Linked DNA regions of Sus scrofa: regions 1 and 3 are each linked to region 2. The links are chromatin contacts, called in public HiChIP or PLAC-seq maps. All regions are on one chromosome and are shown on one strand. Each heading gives the region's core, a stretch centred on a gene start, on an enhancer-like site or on the middle of the called end of the contact. The rest is flanking DNA. Distances are from core to core; before and after follow the strand shown.

Evidence for each region. HiChIP or PLAC-seq counts read pairs in DNA pulled down with a chosen protein or histone mark.
Region 1: a contact with region 2 is called in an H3K27ac HiChIP or PLAC-seq map of skeletal muscle. The contact joins two enhancer-like sites. A contact is called at or near these places in 2 of 2 datasets of contacts at active chromatin or transcription factors (alveolar macrophages and skeletal muscle).
Region 3: a contact with region 2 is called in an H3K27ac HiChIP or PLAC-seq map of skeletal muscle. The contact joins two enhancer-like sites. A contact is called at or near these places in 2 of 47 Hi-C or Micro-C datasets (liver and skeletal muscle) and 1 of 2 datasets of contacts at active chromatin or transcription factors (skeletal muscle).

Annotation. Positions count from the first base shown.
Region 1 is chr10:47,636,969-47,639,668 of Sscrofa11.1, reverse strand. All of the region lies in intron 2 of FRMD4A (FERM domain-containing protein 4A), which reads right to left. Among named protein-coding and RNA genes, the nearest start is that of FRMD4A, 250 kb to the right of the region's middle. Within about 2 kb of position 1,263, at least 16 of the 83 cell types and tissues checked have an H3K27ac peak or open chromatin away from gene starts, as enhancers often do. A contact at or near this core is called in skeletal muscle, where this site is marked.
Region 2 is chr10:47,868,502-47,871,201 of Sscrofa11.1, reverse strand. The region is part of intron 3 of FRMD4A (FERM domain-containing protein 4A); the gene reads right to left. Among named protein-coding and RNA genes, the nearest start is that of PRPF18, 250 kb to the left of the region's middle. Within about 2 kb of position 1,336, at least 31 of the 83 cell types and tissues checked have an H3K27ac peak or open chromatin away from gene starts, as enhancers often do. A contact at or near this core is called in skeletal muscle, where this site is marked.
Region 3 is chr10:47,706,744-47,709,443 of Sscrofa11.1, reverse strand. The region is part of intron 2 of FRMD4A (FERM domain-containing protein 4A); the gene reads right to left. Among named protein-coding and RNA genes, the nearest start is that of FRMD4A, 320 kb to the right of the region's middle. Within about 2 kb of position 1,318, at least 7 of the 83 cell types and tissues checked have an H3K27ac peak or open chromatin away from gene starts, as enhancers often do. A contact at or near this core is called in skeletal muscle, where this site is marked.

The sequences.
Region 1 (2,700 bases), core at 14-2,513, 230 kb after region 2:
GCAGGATCCCAGCCGCCTTTGCGACCTACACCACAGCTCATGGCAACGTTGGATCCTTAACCCACTGAGCAAGGCCAGGGATCGAACCCAATCCTCATGTGTCCTAGTTGGGTTTGTTAACTGCTGAGCCATGACAGGAACTCCTTTTAAGAGCTTTTAGATATAAGGAGAGAATGTACTTATTTTGCAGACATCAACATTTCCAGCGCAAGTAATACATTTAAATAATAAATATAAATGGAAGTTTCTAGCATCTTAGTGCCTACCTCAGTTTCCTGGATGCTATGGGGAATGTGTTTCCATCTCTTCAACCCAAATTACCCCTGGACATGGACAAGAGTCAGTCACCAATTCTCCAAAGCAGCAGCAGGATCCAGATTCTTCTTTTAATTTCATCCCTGATTCGCCTCATCAAGATGAGCCAAATATTTGCTATGCCTCTTACATTTGTCATCCCAGCTCTTAGGTGGTTTTATTCTCTCTGGAGATTTTACATATGAAAACACAGGCTCGGGGAGTTCGAGTAACATATCCCCATTTAAAAATAACAAAGATAACAAAAGCCAAAATTCTTTCTACTTTGTTTCTTTTATTCTTAAAAAAAAAAAGTCTTATGTCATAAGCTTCCATTCCATGTCCTTGATTTACTGATAAACTTGTTATAGTTCTGTTGAAACCCAGGTGGGTTCAAACCATGGCTGGGCATGTAGCTATTTCTTAATAACCATCTGGCCACTATTCAATCAAACCAGGATAGACTGGCATCACGGCTTTAAAATACACAATCACACATGGATTTAGCGAATTCCCATCTGATATGCCTTCTCCTGCCAATACATTCCAAACTCATTAGAATTTCCTATCTGCCTCAGGGAAAAAGACGCTGTAGTCAAAACATGAGAACAGGTCTACTTACTATCTACATCTCATTAAAAAACGGTCCCATGAGTTTTAAGCACATTAAACATTAAGAATCTGAAAACAGACATTTTACAGCTTTCCTGAGACTTTTGAGGCCAACTGAATGGTTCAAAAGCTTAAGAGCAGTCGTCTATCTACCAGGGATTTGAGAAATCAAATCATGTTCTTCTTGATACTTAAGTCAATACCACGAGTAGAGATTTTGCAATCAGAAGCACACTAGCAATTTCTCTGGGAAGCGCTCAGCACTGCTTAATCCCCCCCAGCTGGATGGGAGCTGCAGCCCAACAGTAGCCAAGTGTGTCGTCCTCATAAAATATGACTCAGAAGCATTCATGGGGCCGGAGATATTGAGTTCCTAAAAATAGCCTATTTTTATATTGGTGTTTTCCCTAACCACAGCTGCACTGAAAGAATGCATGTGTTCACGGTTCCACTTTTCCCTTCCATAGTGTTTTTAAATTACACATCGTTATGACCACTTCCAGCAACCTCAGAAATATTCTTTATAGTAGAAGAGTGTCATGTGAGAACGACCATGCACGTTTCTAATTCCTCCACCCAATATTGCCATGGCCACCCGTGGGGACAGCTTTCCTTCAGCCTTTGGAAAACAATAAATGCTTCTTCTTGGGAAATGATGATTTCTTCTGTATGAACTTTTAAAAGCCCTTTGCTGGTACCCGCCACTGGTGGAGCTCCTGGTGAACGTCAGCAAATCAGAATGCTGTGCTTATTTTTAACACTGAGGAAGTGATCCTTCATTAAAACAGCAGCAGAGGCAATTTTAGCATGCAAAACTGCAGTGATAATAATACCTTATGATACCACCACCACACATTTATTGAATGCTGTACCATTTTAAAGCATTTTCCTAGTACTGCCTAATTTGAATGATAGAGTACTGTAAACCCCTGTTGCTGGCTTGTGGGGTCTTTGTTCATACCCATTGCTGATATTTCATTCTGTCAGTAACAGGAGGAGACAGATGGAGAATGGGAGCCTTGCCTCATTCAATCCGATTCTGTTTTTCTGGTTCTTGTTTGAAATAGCCTATGAGCGGAAGCCTTAATGCAACCTTTCCAATTTCCCACTGAAATACCTAAGTCACAGAAAATGCTAAGAATTCACTCATATTTCCAACATTGAAACATCAAGTAACAGAATCTGGGAGAAATTTCCTATTGGAAAGGCTGTTGGAATTAAATAAACAGTGGCCTAATGTTATTTAATTTTATGAAATAAGAAAGCCCTGCCCCCACGAAAGAACAGGCACACAGTTGGTCCTCCCACCTTTTTATTCATTTCTTTTTATGGCTGCACCTGTGGCATATGGAAGTTCCCAGGCCAGGGGTCAAACTGGAGCTGCAATTGCCAGCCTACGCCACAGCCACAGCAACACCAGATCTGAGCTGCATCTGCAACCTATGCCGCAGCTTGTGGCAATGCCAGATCCTTAACCCACTGAGCAAGGCCAGGGATCAAACCTGCATCTGCACAGACATGATGCTGGGTTCTTAACCTGCTGAGCCACAGTGGGTACTCCTAATCTTTTTTTCCCTTGGTCCTTTCTTTTTTGAATGCCACGCCTGCTGACTCACAGACTCAGGGTCTGGATAAAACATGAAAAAGGTCGCAGTACCCTCTTCTCCATGGAATGGTTTAGGGGTCACCAGAAGCCTAGCCCTTAATTCACCCTGCTAACAGCATCCTAATGGGATAAGCATCTTGTGAGTTCTAGAAAACAAAGAGGAAACGTGAAGTGGTGAGGAGGGTGTG
Region 2 (2,700 bases), core at 87-2,586:
GAGGCTCGGATCTGGCATTGCTATGGCTGTGGCGTAGGCCAGTGGCTACAGCTCCGATTAGACCCCTAGCCTGGGAACCTCCATAGGCCACAGGCATGGTCCTAAAAGACAAAAAAAAAAAGTGTGATTATGATTCTTGAGAGGAAGAGCTTTTTTCTGGATTATCCAGGTGGACTCTAAATGCAATCACATGGCTCCTTCTAGGAGGGAAGCAGAGGGAGTTTTGACACTGACACACAGACGACAGATAGGGTGGTGTGAGAACAGAGGCAGAGACTGAAGTGACAAAGTCACATGTCAAAGAAGGCTGGCAGCCACCAGAAGCCAGAAGAGGCAAAGAATGGATTTCCGTCTCAAACCTCCAGGACAGCCTGATTTTGACTTCTGCCTTCCAGAACTGCGAGAAGATGGGTTACTGTTATTTTAAGCCCCCAAGTTTGTGGTGATCTGTTAAGCAGCCTCAGGGAATTGATCTCCCCCCCCCCCCCCACACACACAGAGTGCCTGGCGTATAGTTTGCATAGCCGCAAACTCCAAATCTGTTGGTTGGTTGAGACTCTAGTAAAATGGGATCTCAGTTGAAAACCCTTTATTAGTATCTGCATTTTCTCTTTATAATGCCATTGACTTTCTTGGCAAGGAGGTCACCTCCAGAAGTCTAGGTGGCAAAGCCTTTGTCTCTGAGCTGACCCTGGGTCAGTCACTGGCAGCGTGGTCTTCAATTCTATGAATTCTCCCCTCAAGCCCTCTCTTGTCATCCACCATTCCCTTGGGGGCAGCTCACAGATTCTAAATCAATGGAATGGCCACTTCTGAATTAATTGCATTAAAAAAAATTAAAACATCAAATGGCTCCCATCTGTGCTTTGGGGGGAATCACTGCCGAGAGACTGACCCTCCCACCTCTCCCTCCACCCCAAGGCTGGTCTGGACAATTCGCTTGTGGCTGCAGGGCACATGGTGACCACCAGGCTGCCAGGGGACAGTGAGCCATGCCTGCCCGCTCACCCTGATGGCACTGCCAGCCCCATCCTAGGAAAGGGTGATGCCTGGCCACCGAAGGACTGGCTGCAGCCATGGAGACGGCAGAGAGTCCGGTGCTGAGGGTGGGAAGAAAGCACGGTCAGTGCGCCCTTTCTTCCCAACTTTTCTAAAAAGCTAAATAGAGGGGTGGGGGGGGGGGTGAAGAGGAGTAGCTCTGAATCGCCGGAGCCTGCGGCTTCTTTGAAGCCCTGCCTGTAATTGTGTTTCCCTGAGCAGCTGGGAGCCTGGCTCCCGCCCTCCCCCTGGGGCTGGGCAATAAGCAGCCAAGTGCTCATTGGCTGCTCCCTCATCCTGGGGTGGGGGGCAGGGATGGAGAGAAAGCATGAGGTCATTGTGCACACAGATGCAGGTCTGGCTGTGCCCCCCCCACTCCCCCCCAACCCCGCCCCACCCCGACGCCATATCACCCCCCCTGATGCTCTGGCCGATTAGCTGGGGAGGCTGGCTTCCTTCCTGCCCCATCTGAGCAGCCCCTGGGTTCCGTAGCGAGAGGAGGGTGTATGTGTGTGTGTGTGTGTGTGCAAATTTTATGTGTGTGCGCATGTGCTGCTTCCTTCATGCAGGCTGAGGCGCTCTTCTAGCCTCGGAGGCGCCAGGATAGGTGGGGGTGGGGGTGTCATAAAGCTCAGTGGATCCTGCCAGAACCCTAAATCCTTAGTGGACAGGAGACTTTACCTCCAGCTCAGGAAGAACCAGCAGCAAAACATCTCAGCAAAGCTGGTTCCAGACCCAGCCACTACGAAGAGTTTCTGGTTTAGGGGTACAGCCTTTGTCCAAGGGCAGAACCGAGTCAATCCTTACCCAGGGGGTGGATGCCAGCATTTCCCCCATTTGATGCAGGAGGAGCTGAAGCACAGTGAACGGACTTATTTGCCAAATGCACACAGCTAGTAACCAGCAAATGAACTCAACCATAAAGTGGGTATAAGCCACCTCAGAATGCTGGATTAAAATAAAAAGCCAGACAGCCTGGTTACCCAATCCACTTAACTGACAGGGCAGAAAACTAAGGCTCAAGGGATTGAGAAGCGTGTCCACCAACCAGGGCGGTCACCTCAGTGGTCAGCACACATGGGGCCAGGACCCAAGTGCCTGACTAGCCCTCTGCTGGTCCACTGAAGGTTTCAGAGAAGCCTGCAGCGATCTGAAACAGGAAGGGAAGAAAACAAAGGGTATCAATGACCAAGGCTGGGGGGAGTGCGTCCTGGCAGGCAAAACGCTGACACTGCACATACCACGTTCAAGTCCAGGTTTCCTGGCCCCTCCCCAGCTTCCCCGCTGCTGCTGCCCCTCTCCCTGCCAGCACCATCATCTTCTGCATACCTCCCCCATCCCGGTTCTGGGCTGAGAAACAACCCAGCAACACTGTACAGATGAGGACGCTGGGGCTGAGAAGTGTCAGTGCGGCCAAGGTCACAACCCCCCCAGGGTCACAGGGCAGGCAAGGGGCTTGAGTCTGGTACAGGCTCCAGAGCTTTGATTTTTAAATACTGGGAACAGATCCAGCGAGTAACAAACAGCGTGGACAGGAGGGGTTTGAAGCCGCTTTTTTCTAAACGCAATAGAATTTTGCTGGATGACGTGCATCCGGAGGGCAAGGATCAGGATGGATGGGTATCTGCAGTCTTGCACCCCACTGCCGTGCCTGACACACAG
Region 3 (2,700 bases), core at 69-2,568, 160 kb after region 2:
CAGTTACTTCTACATCTACAGGGAAGCAAAGATGCCCAGGGCTCAAATCCCAACACCTGCTGCCCAGAGGGCACAGGTCACCACTTTCTGAACAATATCCAAGCCCTAGCGTATCATGAACACTTAAGCAATATTCAATCATTGCTAACAATTGATTCTGACGCAAGATTATATGCAGAAGCACAGGAGGACACTGGAGGAATCCAAGAAAACAGGCAGATAGCATACTTAATACAAGACAAAGACAAGACAGAGAGAGAAATGAAACTGGCCCTGTAGTTAGAGCTGCCAGACAAAATATAGGACACCCAGCTGGATTTGAATTTCAGATTCACAACATGAGGCAGACTTATACTAAAGCACTCTTTACTTGTTGTTTATCTGAAATTCAGATTTAACTGGGCATGGTGCATTTTCATTTGCCAAATCCGGCAAACTTCATCCTTCCCTTGACGATACATTTCTCAGAAGCTCAGGCCCCAAGAGTCTCTCACCGGTTTAGACCCCAATCATATTCCTTGCAGAGAGGTCTCTGGGGTCAGACTGCCTGGGTTCCAATCCCGGATTGGCCAATGCTGACAGCTGTTCTCAGTCCTGGGCAAATGATTGCATCTCTCTGTTCTGTTTTCCTCTTTTGAGAAGTGGGCATGGACATGAAAGCAGCCCTCACAGGACTGCCTGGGAATGAAATAAGAAAATATTTGTAGGGAGTTCCCGTTGTGGCTCAGTGGGTTATGAACCTGACTAGTATCCATGAGGATATGGGTTTGATCCCTGGCCCCGCTCAGCGGGTTAAGGATCTGGCGTTGCAGTGAGCTGTGATGTAGGTTGCAAACATGGCTCAGATCTGGTGTTGCTGTGGCTGTGGTGTAGGCTGGCAGCTGCAGCTCTGATTTGACCCCTGGCCCAGAAACTTCCATATGCCACGGGTGTGGGCCTAAAAGTACAAAAAAAAAAAAAAAAGAGAGAGAGAGAGAGAAAATATCTGTAATGCACAAAGTAGGAGCTCATAGCACAAATGTACTTTCCATTGCTGCCCATCAGGTCGAGGTCTCCTGGGCTTAGCAACATCCTTCCTGTCTGAATCTGGTCCTGGTCATTTTCTGGGAGACCCAAGATCAATTTGCAGAGGGAGGAGATGGGAGGAGGGGAAAGGGTGCCAGAAAGACCACAGAGGGGGACACTTCCCTCTCCTTTCTGAAGGGCCTGGAGTGTCCATCCGATCCCTGCATTTCCGTCCTCCTGCTCCCTGGGGGCCATGTCTGGGATGTGCTAGGGAAGGAGGAAGGAAAATGTGTCACTTGATATTTGCTCCTTGACCCCGGCTGACCCAGCTAATTCACTGCAGGATGGAAGGAAGTGTACTCAGGAGACCTTCCTGTGCCAGAGCTTCTTGGCTGGACGTCTCAGCAACCAGGGAGCTAGATCTTGCTTCCTTGACACTTAGCTGAGCAGCAGGCATTTGACTAGCCCTGTGAGGTGGACGAGCCCTACCACAGGTGATGCCAGAAAGATAATACTGGAATCTGGGTTCTTGTTCACGGCGGTCGAAGAATGAACTCCGCGAACACACAGGCAGCAAGCAAGCAAGTTTTTATTAATGGAAAGCAGATAGCTTCTAGGGTTACTGGGAGGGGGGAGAAGAGCCCCCATTTCTCTATTGTTCTATAGAGGTTTTATTCCTTAAAGATGGGGTGGGGGTACCAACGTGGGGTCCAGAGAGATGTGGTCTTCTCCCATTGGCCTTGCTTAGTTATATCAGTCCTTGTGCAATAGGGTCCTGGGGGTGGACATGTCCCTTACGTCTCATAGTTTCTTGGACTTTTCCTCCGATAAACTGAGTCACAGGGAATCAGGGACTAATGTCTATCTGGGCGTAGGTACATTCCCTATAGTAAACAAGGCTGTGGGGATGCTACTTCCTGGAGCCTTAAGCCACAAATGTTAATCAATGGCCATATCAAAGAATGCATCAAAGCCCATGCGCCTACACTGACTCCCTGAGTTAATATTCTGCCTCACAGGGACACCTCACATCTCAAGGTCAGGAATTCTCAGAAAGCTGCTGAGGACTGGAGCCAGCACGTGGGATGTGTCATGTCTTTCTCTTGGGGTAAACCTGACCGTGGGGAAACCTGATCACCTCTCAGCTTTCGTTTTCATCTCTGTGTCTGTGAACGCCAAGATCAGAGATGTGAATCCGGCAATGAACTATTCTTCAACATTAAACCAATAAAGCAAGAAAGCCAAGTATCAGGGGGGCACGTGGAGCTCAAAGTGCCCCCACCCACCATCACCCTGCCCTCCCCAGGAGGAGACCCCGGAGCTACATTCCGAGGGGAATTCTGGGCCAGAATCACTAATGGAAATCAAACAATTCTCCCGAAACTGCAATCTGAACACTGCAGTTTCCCTGAAACTGTGTTGTGGGCTTCCCTCCACTTCTTGGCACAGATCCATCACCTGAGCAGCAACCCTTTCCCAGGAAGCTATTGTTATTTGTGCATCTGATCGTTTACAGCAAAGCAGGCTGACAGAGAAATTTAGAAAGGAAAAGAAAAAAAGAAGTGGAGGGTGAAAAGGACAAAACGGAGGCTTCCAGCATCCCAGTGGGAACCAAAGAGCAGAAACACCTCTCTTTTGGCCCTCAGCACAGTGAGTGAGGACTTGACAGAAAAGCCTGGAATTTAGGCAGAGCTG